Regions from separate parts of the Mus musculus genome. Here region 2 is linked to region 1. A link is a contact called in public promoter capture Hi-C data. All regions are on one chromosome and are shown on one strand. Each heading gives the region's core, a stretch centred on a gene start, on an enhancer-like site or on the middle of the called end of the contact. The rest is flanking DNA. Distances are from core to core; before and after follow the strand shown. Region 1 overlaps Tjp1 (tight junction protein 1). Region 2 holds the start of Tjp1 (tight junction protein 1).

The links. Promoter capture Hi-C pulls out the DNA fragments that hold promoters and counts their contacts.
Region 2: a contact with region 1 is called in a promoter capture Hi-C map of liver, with 8 times the contacts expected there. The contact joins the promoter of Tjp1 here to the enhancer-like site in region 1. A contact is called at or near these places in 5 of 39 promoter capture datasets (embryonic stem cells, liver and maxillary cranial neural crest), 1 of 15 datasets of contacts at CTCF or cohesin (the NIH/3T3 cell line), 17 of 484 Hi-C or Micro-C datasets (the G1E-ER4 cell line, the P5424 cell line, brown adipocytes and 8 more), 7 of 115 datasets of contacts at active chromatin or transcription factors (embryonic fibroblasts, embryonic stem cells, hepatocytes and 3 more) and 3 of 9 other capture datasets (adipose tissue, liver and pancreatic islet).

Annotation. Positions count from the first base shown.
Region 1 is chr7:65,330,866-65,334,378 of GRCm38.p6, reverse strand. The region is part of intron 8 of Tjp1 (tight junction protein 1); the gene reads left to right. Among named protein-coding and RNA genes, the nearest start is that of Tjp1, 39 kb to the left of the region's middle. Within about 2 kb of position 1,373, at least 6 of the 459 cell types and tissues checked have an H3K27ac peak or open chromatin away from gene starts, as enhancers often do. A contact at or near this core is called in hepatocytes, liver and pancreatic cancer cells, where this site is marked.
Region 2 is chr7:65,369,939-65,373,518 of GRCm38.p6, reverse strand. Tjp1 (tight junction protein 1) reads left to right here and starts at 2,275. Exons shown (of 27, transcript NM_001163574.1): 1 at 2,275-2,709. The coding sequence starts at 2,683.

The DNA.
Region 1 (3,513 bases), core at 124-2,623:
AATATTTGGTTGCTGTCATTACATCTTGCTTAGCTTTTAGGTATATGAACGCCATCCATCCTTGGTACACTTCAAGCTATGGGTCTGTTATGTGGATTTCAGTCTTTATTTTGCTTGAAATGGTCTTTAAAGGATTATTATGGTGTATCAAATGCAAAATTGATTTATTGTTTTTAATTGATTGTTTTTTACCTGCTGTAAGCTATCTATTCTAAAAAGCCCATATTACCTTGAATGTCATTCTGCTACAGCATTCTCATGGAGCCAGAACTAACATCTCTGGTGGAAGCATGGAGGAGGCAGTCATAACTTAGTACATTCTTTAACCTAGAAACTGAAAAAAAAAAAAAAAAAAAAAAAAAAAAGGAATAGTAGTAATCAGAGTTTCAAGAATGTAGCTACTTTGAGTGCAAATAAATTCTGAATCATAGGAAGTTCTCTTTGCTTTCTTGTTTGGTTTGTTACTTTTGTTAGCATGCATTCCCAAGCACTGGGCTTTACTCCAGTACCTCTTCCACCTTCCGCCTCCCTGCTTGTCCTCTTTCCTTTCCTCATACTACAATCCACATGACTGAAACCATGAGGTACTTGTCTGTGAGTCTGTTTTATGTCATTTAACATGATCTCAGCTGTCCATTGTCCTATAGATGTCATAATGTGACTCTTTCTGAGTGAATTAAACTTTATAGTGTGTGTGTGTGTGTGTGTCTGTCTGTGTGTGTGTGTGTGTGTGAGAGAGAGAGAGAGAGAGAACACACAACAGAGACAGTCTTTGACTTTATCCTCTCATCTGTTCTGTTGATAGGCAGGCACCTGGACTGATTCTTTAACTTGGCTGTTGTGAATAATGTGATGCAACCGTCTAGTTTATTTGGCTTTATATCTGAAAGGGGTTCAGCTAGGTCATATAGAAAAATCTGTTTTAAACTTCTTGAGGTCTTGAGGAATTTGTGCTGATTTCCATAGTGATTGATAGGGTTGGTTTGTTTGTATAGAATTGGTGTGTTGGCTTTTTTTTTTTTTTTTTTACTTTTTTTGGGTAACTATTTATTGCACATTCCTTTGAGTGTGAACTTTGTAAATTTGTAGATGACATCATGTTGCAGTGTCAAAGGTTGAATACCCTGGATTTCTCTGTCCCCTGAATCGTGGCCACTTGTTTCTCTTCTCTTCTCTTCTCTTCTCTTCTCTTCTCTTCTCTTCTCTTCTCTTCTCTTCTCTTCTCTTCTCTTCTCTTCTCTTCTCTTCTCTTCTCTTCTCTTCTCTTTTTTCCCTCTCTTTGTTGTTGTTAGTATGGGGTAAGGTCTCACTATGTAGGACATGCTGGCCTGGCTTCTGTCTCCTCAGTGCTGGGATTAAAGGTGTACCCTACTACTCTGCCCTGCTCTTGTTATCTTCTTGATGGTAGGTAGCCATTAATGGTAAAATGGAATCTCATTATAACTGTTAATTTGATAGGAAGTTCCATTTGTTATTTTAGTTTTTTCCTAACAAGTTGGCATCCTTAACTTCATTTTGAAAACTCAACTAATTATTATTAATATTAATTATCTTCAAATAACACCATGATGTCCTCCTCTCTTTCAGGAGCTTTAAGGATTTTTATATGGAATACCAGTCCTGTGACTTTTTAAAAATTCAACATTCCATTCTATCTGCAGTGACACCCACAGTCATATATAAACAGGGACATTAATGAAAACGTCTAAAGTAAAAGCTCTTATGATCGCTCAGATGTACACTTTGTATTACACATTTATTTCATGAACTAGACACCTCATCAGAGACCCAGGACATTGACTTAAAGTTATAAAAATGATCATATTTAAATAGAGCATATCCTTTTTAATTGAAAGTAGTTGCTTCTAAAGTAGTTGAAAGTGCTGCTTTAAAAAAAAATGAGTTTGTAACTGTTTTAAATATTCTTGTTACTACTGTTTGTTCCTCCTGAAAGAAATGCCTATACCAAACCCTGAGTTCAGGGGCATCTTTTGCTGACACAGCTCATGACCCAGCCATGTGTGGTGGGGATATTGTGTGTATGAGCAAAGCACTGCCAACTTAAAACTCAGATCTTGTGCTAAGATGCTATATTTGGGGTCCAGGCCTTAGAACTGTTATAGCCCACACATAGCATTAGAATTCTCTGAGACTCGTGAATTTAAATGACCAGGATGTTCTGTTTGTAGTAGCAATTTCAAGCACTGAGATGGCTCAATCTGTAAAACCCTTGCTGTGTAAGTGGGGATCTGAGTTCAAATCCCAAGAGCGCATGTAAGGTTGTGTCCTAGTTCTCCTAGGTGAGAGAGGTAGAGACTAGCAAGTTCCCAGAAGCTTGCTGGCCATCCAGCCTGCCTACACATGGCAAAACAACAAAAGACCCATCTCAAACTGGAGGACCGACCCCAGTCCTTCCCAACAGTTCATTATTTGGGGATAAAGTATTCAAATATGTGAGTTTATGGGAGCGTTCTGATTCAGACCACCACAGAACATAAATAAGAATTTTATTAATGTGTTATTTGTACAACGTGGGGTTCTATAGCGACATTTTTGTTGAAACATATGTTTGTCCATATTCGTACATCCATTATCCTTTTCTGTCACAGTTCTTCTTGTCCCTTTCCTCTTCCCAAATGGTCTCCCTTCTACTTAGATGTATATATTATCACTCTAGGTTCTACATGTAAAAGATAGCATAAGATGTTTTTCTTTATGAGATCGATTTAACGTGTGATCTTCAATTTATTCAGCTTTCTGCAGATGAATCATTTCATCTGATGAAATGGTCAGGGTAGTCTGGTGGAAGGCGTAGTGATAAGCTTTTCTGCTCACTCAGAACCAAAATAGACAAAATAGGAAATTTGAAAATAGTCAGTTCCAGGACTGGGGGAGATGGAGTGGTTAAGAGCACTGGCTGCTCTCCCAGAGGACCTGGGTTTAATGTCCAGCACCCACATGGCAGGGAACCCACATTCCAGTTCCAGGGAATCTGACACTCTTACATAGACATATATTAGGCAAAACAGCAATGCACATAAAATAAACGTTTTTGTAATAAACAAAAAAAAAAAGGTCAGTTTCTGTATGTATGTAAAAGGTAACTATGAAACCCTTATTTACAGATGAGGAAATATAGAATGGTCCTGTTGATCACTGTGATACAGTTCTCCTTCTAAAACCCTCCAGTCAGCTCCTCCTATGTGCTCTAGATGTTATCAGAGCACAGGATAATTGTACCACCGTCAAAAGCCTAATGACATCAGTGGGGAAAAAGCTCCCTAAAGTTTTTCTTCAACTGTTTATTAAAATTTTAATAAGAGGTCTGGTGTTTACGCCTCTGATCCCAGCTACTTGGGGTACTAGGCAAAAGAATATCACAAATTCAAGGTCTGGATACATCACTACAGAGCAAGTTTAAGGCAAGCCTTGATAATTTAATGATGTCTGCAGTCTGGTGGGTGCTTGAGTGTTAGAAATATGAGAGAAAGCCTGTCAGCATACCTATGATCA
Region 2 (3,580 bases), core at 1,026-3,525, 38 kb before region 1:
CCTCTGAGTGTTGTGGTTTTCAGTTTCCTGTTCCTTTGCATTAGATCAGAAAGAAATCTGCACACAAAGGGAAGAAATGTTTGGTTGAACTTTCTTGTAACTTTCAGTGAGGTGCTCTAGCTTACTTGCATTTCTCCCTTTTAAATTTAAATTCATGAGAATGATAGTGATGATGCTATATGCGCTCTACTCCCCCATATTGAAGCCCTCCCCATAAACTGTAGAGAAACATCCCCCACCCCCAGTCAGTTAAACTTTAGGGAGGAGATAAGATTCCTCCAAAAGTGTTTTTCTTTAAAAATGATTTTTTAAAATTATTTTTGTTAGGATACAAATTAATAGGTTTCATGATGGCACCCGCACCTTCATTTCTGTAAATGATGGGACCCTTCCCTTGCTATTTGGAAAAGATATACAAATATAGTTTGGTTTAGATATTAAGAATATCTATTCACAAAAAAAAAAAAAAAAAAAAAAAAAGAATCCGGGCGTGGTGGTGCACGCCTTTAATCCCAGCACTCAGGAGGCAGAGGCAGGCGGATTTCTGAGTTCGAGGCCAGCCTGGTCTACAGAGTGAGTTGCAGGACAGCCAGGGCTACACAGAGAAACCCTGTTTCAGAAAAAAAAAAAATCTATTCAACTTACCTAGTGCAGCTTATAGTTCATGTTAGATAATTTAATTTGGTTACTCAAAATACCACTGGAAAAATTTTAAGAATGGTTACATTATTTGGAAATTTTTAATTGACACACTTTTTAAAGCAAAGTGTTCTGAAAGTGAAATGGTTTTCCTTGATTTCATTTTTTTTTTAAAGCCATGGCAAGATAAGACCAATCAGGTAAATTAGATGTAGACACGATGTAGTGATCTAATATTTAGCTTACATAATAGACTTGATAAACTGATTGACCAAAGAGAAAAGGGAAGGAGTAGGCGCATCAAACTGCTAGGCAGGTTTGCAGAGTGCATCTCTTATTAAATGGTAATGCCCTCCCTGGTATGAAAGTCCTTCAGGAACCGCTTTCTCAGCCACAGCACACCCAAGTCTTTTATAATGCTGTTTTCTCATAGGATAAATTTAATCACCCCCTTTGAGAGAACACAGGACACTTTGCCTGTGAAATAACTACACACACCACAACTAAAACAAAACAAAACAAAAAACAAAACTGACTTTAACTGTTTTCCTACATGCCGAGAAACAGGGTTTGGTTTGCACGATGCTCTTTTCTGGTTCAGCTGGCTTAGAGTTACAAAATACTTGACTTTGAAACCTTAATTGATGTTTACATTTCATGTATGGATATTTCCAAGTTAGAATTAGGTTTAAATTGGTCATATAGTTGAATTCTCAAAAGACAACAATAGTCTAAAAGCCGATGCTTCTGTCTCCCTCTTCCTTGTATGGCTACTGTAGCACTATGCTAGGTACTTTAGGATGTTATCTAATGTTACTAAATTTTTCTAATATTCCTTAAGAGCTTTGCAGTATACAGAATGTAAATTAATGAAGCTCGAAATAGTTTTCTACCTAATTTTTTTTTTTTTTTTTTTTTGGTTCAGCAAGACAGTTGGCCTAAGTTTGCACAGTGGCCTATTGAACTTGTTGAATTCCGCGTGTCCTTACATCCTTTTCTGGTTTAGAAAGGCAGGCAGCCTGCTCTGTCTCTTCAGGGGCCAAGAATTTCAGCAATCTTGATAGCCTAAAATATTCTATTGAGATCCCTGTCTAGCGAGGCGGGAGAAGGGGGCTGGGATTATCTCAGTGTCCAGATTTGTACCTGGTTTATTTAAGGCAGTCGGTTTGTCCTGAGCCTTCTAGAACGCTTCTGTTGTGCTTTAAACAAAAACATATCTCCAATGGGGTAACAGTGCCGAGACACATGGTGACAGTTGTGACCATTGTTACTTGCGAGGCTAAAGAAACCACAGTTGGGTATTGGCCAGGCCGACCTTAATTGTCACACTCCTGCGTGGGGCCCATCTGGGGTTGCTGGTTGAGGAGAAAGTAGACAAGTCTGTGTAGGGAGTCAAAAAGCTTTAGTACACAGGAGTTTGGGGTTCTCGGGGGTGGGGGTGAATCGAATTCTGCCGGATCTGTGATAAAAACAAACAGGATGGATCGCGCGGCAGCGGAAACCGCCTAGCAAGTAACTTGGGTAGCCGAGCTTTTCCTTCCGCGCGGGGGTCGGACCCGGCCTGGCCCCGCCCCTCGCGGAGGCCCCGCCCCCGCCGGCTGGGCATGCTCAGTGGCCCGGTCCGGCAGGTTTTGCGTGGCCGCCTGAGTTGCCCGCGACGGCTCTGCCCGCCGACGGCACGTCTCTCGGCGGCCGCGCGTTCCGGGGAAGTTACGTGCGGGAGCAGGCTTTGGAGGAGACGCCCGAGGGTGTAGGGGACAGCCGGAGGCCCGGGTACTGCGGAGCGGCGAGCCGGCGGAGGGCGGCGGAGGCCGAGCAGGCGGCCGGGTGTGCCCCGCGGAGAAGCCCGGGCGGGGCGGACGCTTCCCGGACTTTTGTCCCACTTGAATCCCCTCCCCGTGGGCCGGGCCTTTCCGGCCTCCCCCGCCCCTGCCCCGCTCGTCCCCGGGAGATGTTTATGCGGACGGTGGCGTGAGGAGCGGGCGGGCCGGCGGCGCGGAGTTTCGGGTCCGAGGAGCTTCGCGCGGCGCGGAGAGAGACAAGATGTCCGCCAGGGCCGCGGCCGCTAAGGTGAGAACCTCTCGGCCAGCCGGGCGGCGGGCTGGGCGGCGGGGGGCGGCGGGGGAGCCTCGCCCCGCCCTCCCCGCGGCGGCAGCCGGGGGCGACCGCGGCGGGGCGGTGAGGGAAGGCGGGAGGGCGGGCTGGGGGTGCGCCTGCCGCCCGGGCAGGTGCACGGCTGCCGGTGCCTGGCTCCGGCTCGCGCTGGGAGGCGACGTGCAACAGGTCCCGCGCCTGGAAAGTCGCCCCGGGTGAGGATTCTCAGGTCCCGGGAGCGTGTCTGCGGAGACCCGGGGGTGTCAGCTGCAGCAGGAGGGTGGGTGGGTAGCCGCGGGGCTGGCTCTGGAGGAGTGGTTGGTACCCGACGAAACCCTATAGTTTCGATCTGATGTCACCCGCTGCGGTATGCGCAATGGCAGCGATAAAGCTTGGAGACAGCAAAACACTCAGCTCTAGAGTAGCTATGGTTTATTTTGAGGTTTATTATTTATGTGAGGCCACAGAAGGAGGAAAGTTTTTAAGCACTTTAATTTCAACTTTCAGAAGTAGCACAAAGTGTCCCTACACATGGACAGTAAGATGGGTGCAAACCAAAAGAGCCCGGTGAATTCTGCACAAAACAACTTGCCTATTTTCCTGTGTGCTTTGAAGTGTGCTTCTTGACAGTGTGTTATATTATTATTACATTAGGCTAAAATTCTTAAAGATGAAGTAGAATCCTTCTTTTGTACGTTTTAATTAAAAAAAAATCCTAAAGTGCTTGCTTTTTCAATGACAGACATACAGTGTGAGAAAAATCAATCCGTTATTCAAACAGCTTAAACAGGTGGTGATTTTATGTAGTTTTCTATTTGAAATACTTAATCATAACCTTTGAGAATAG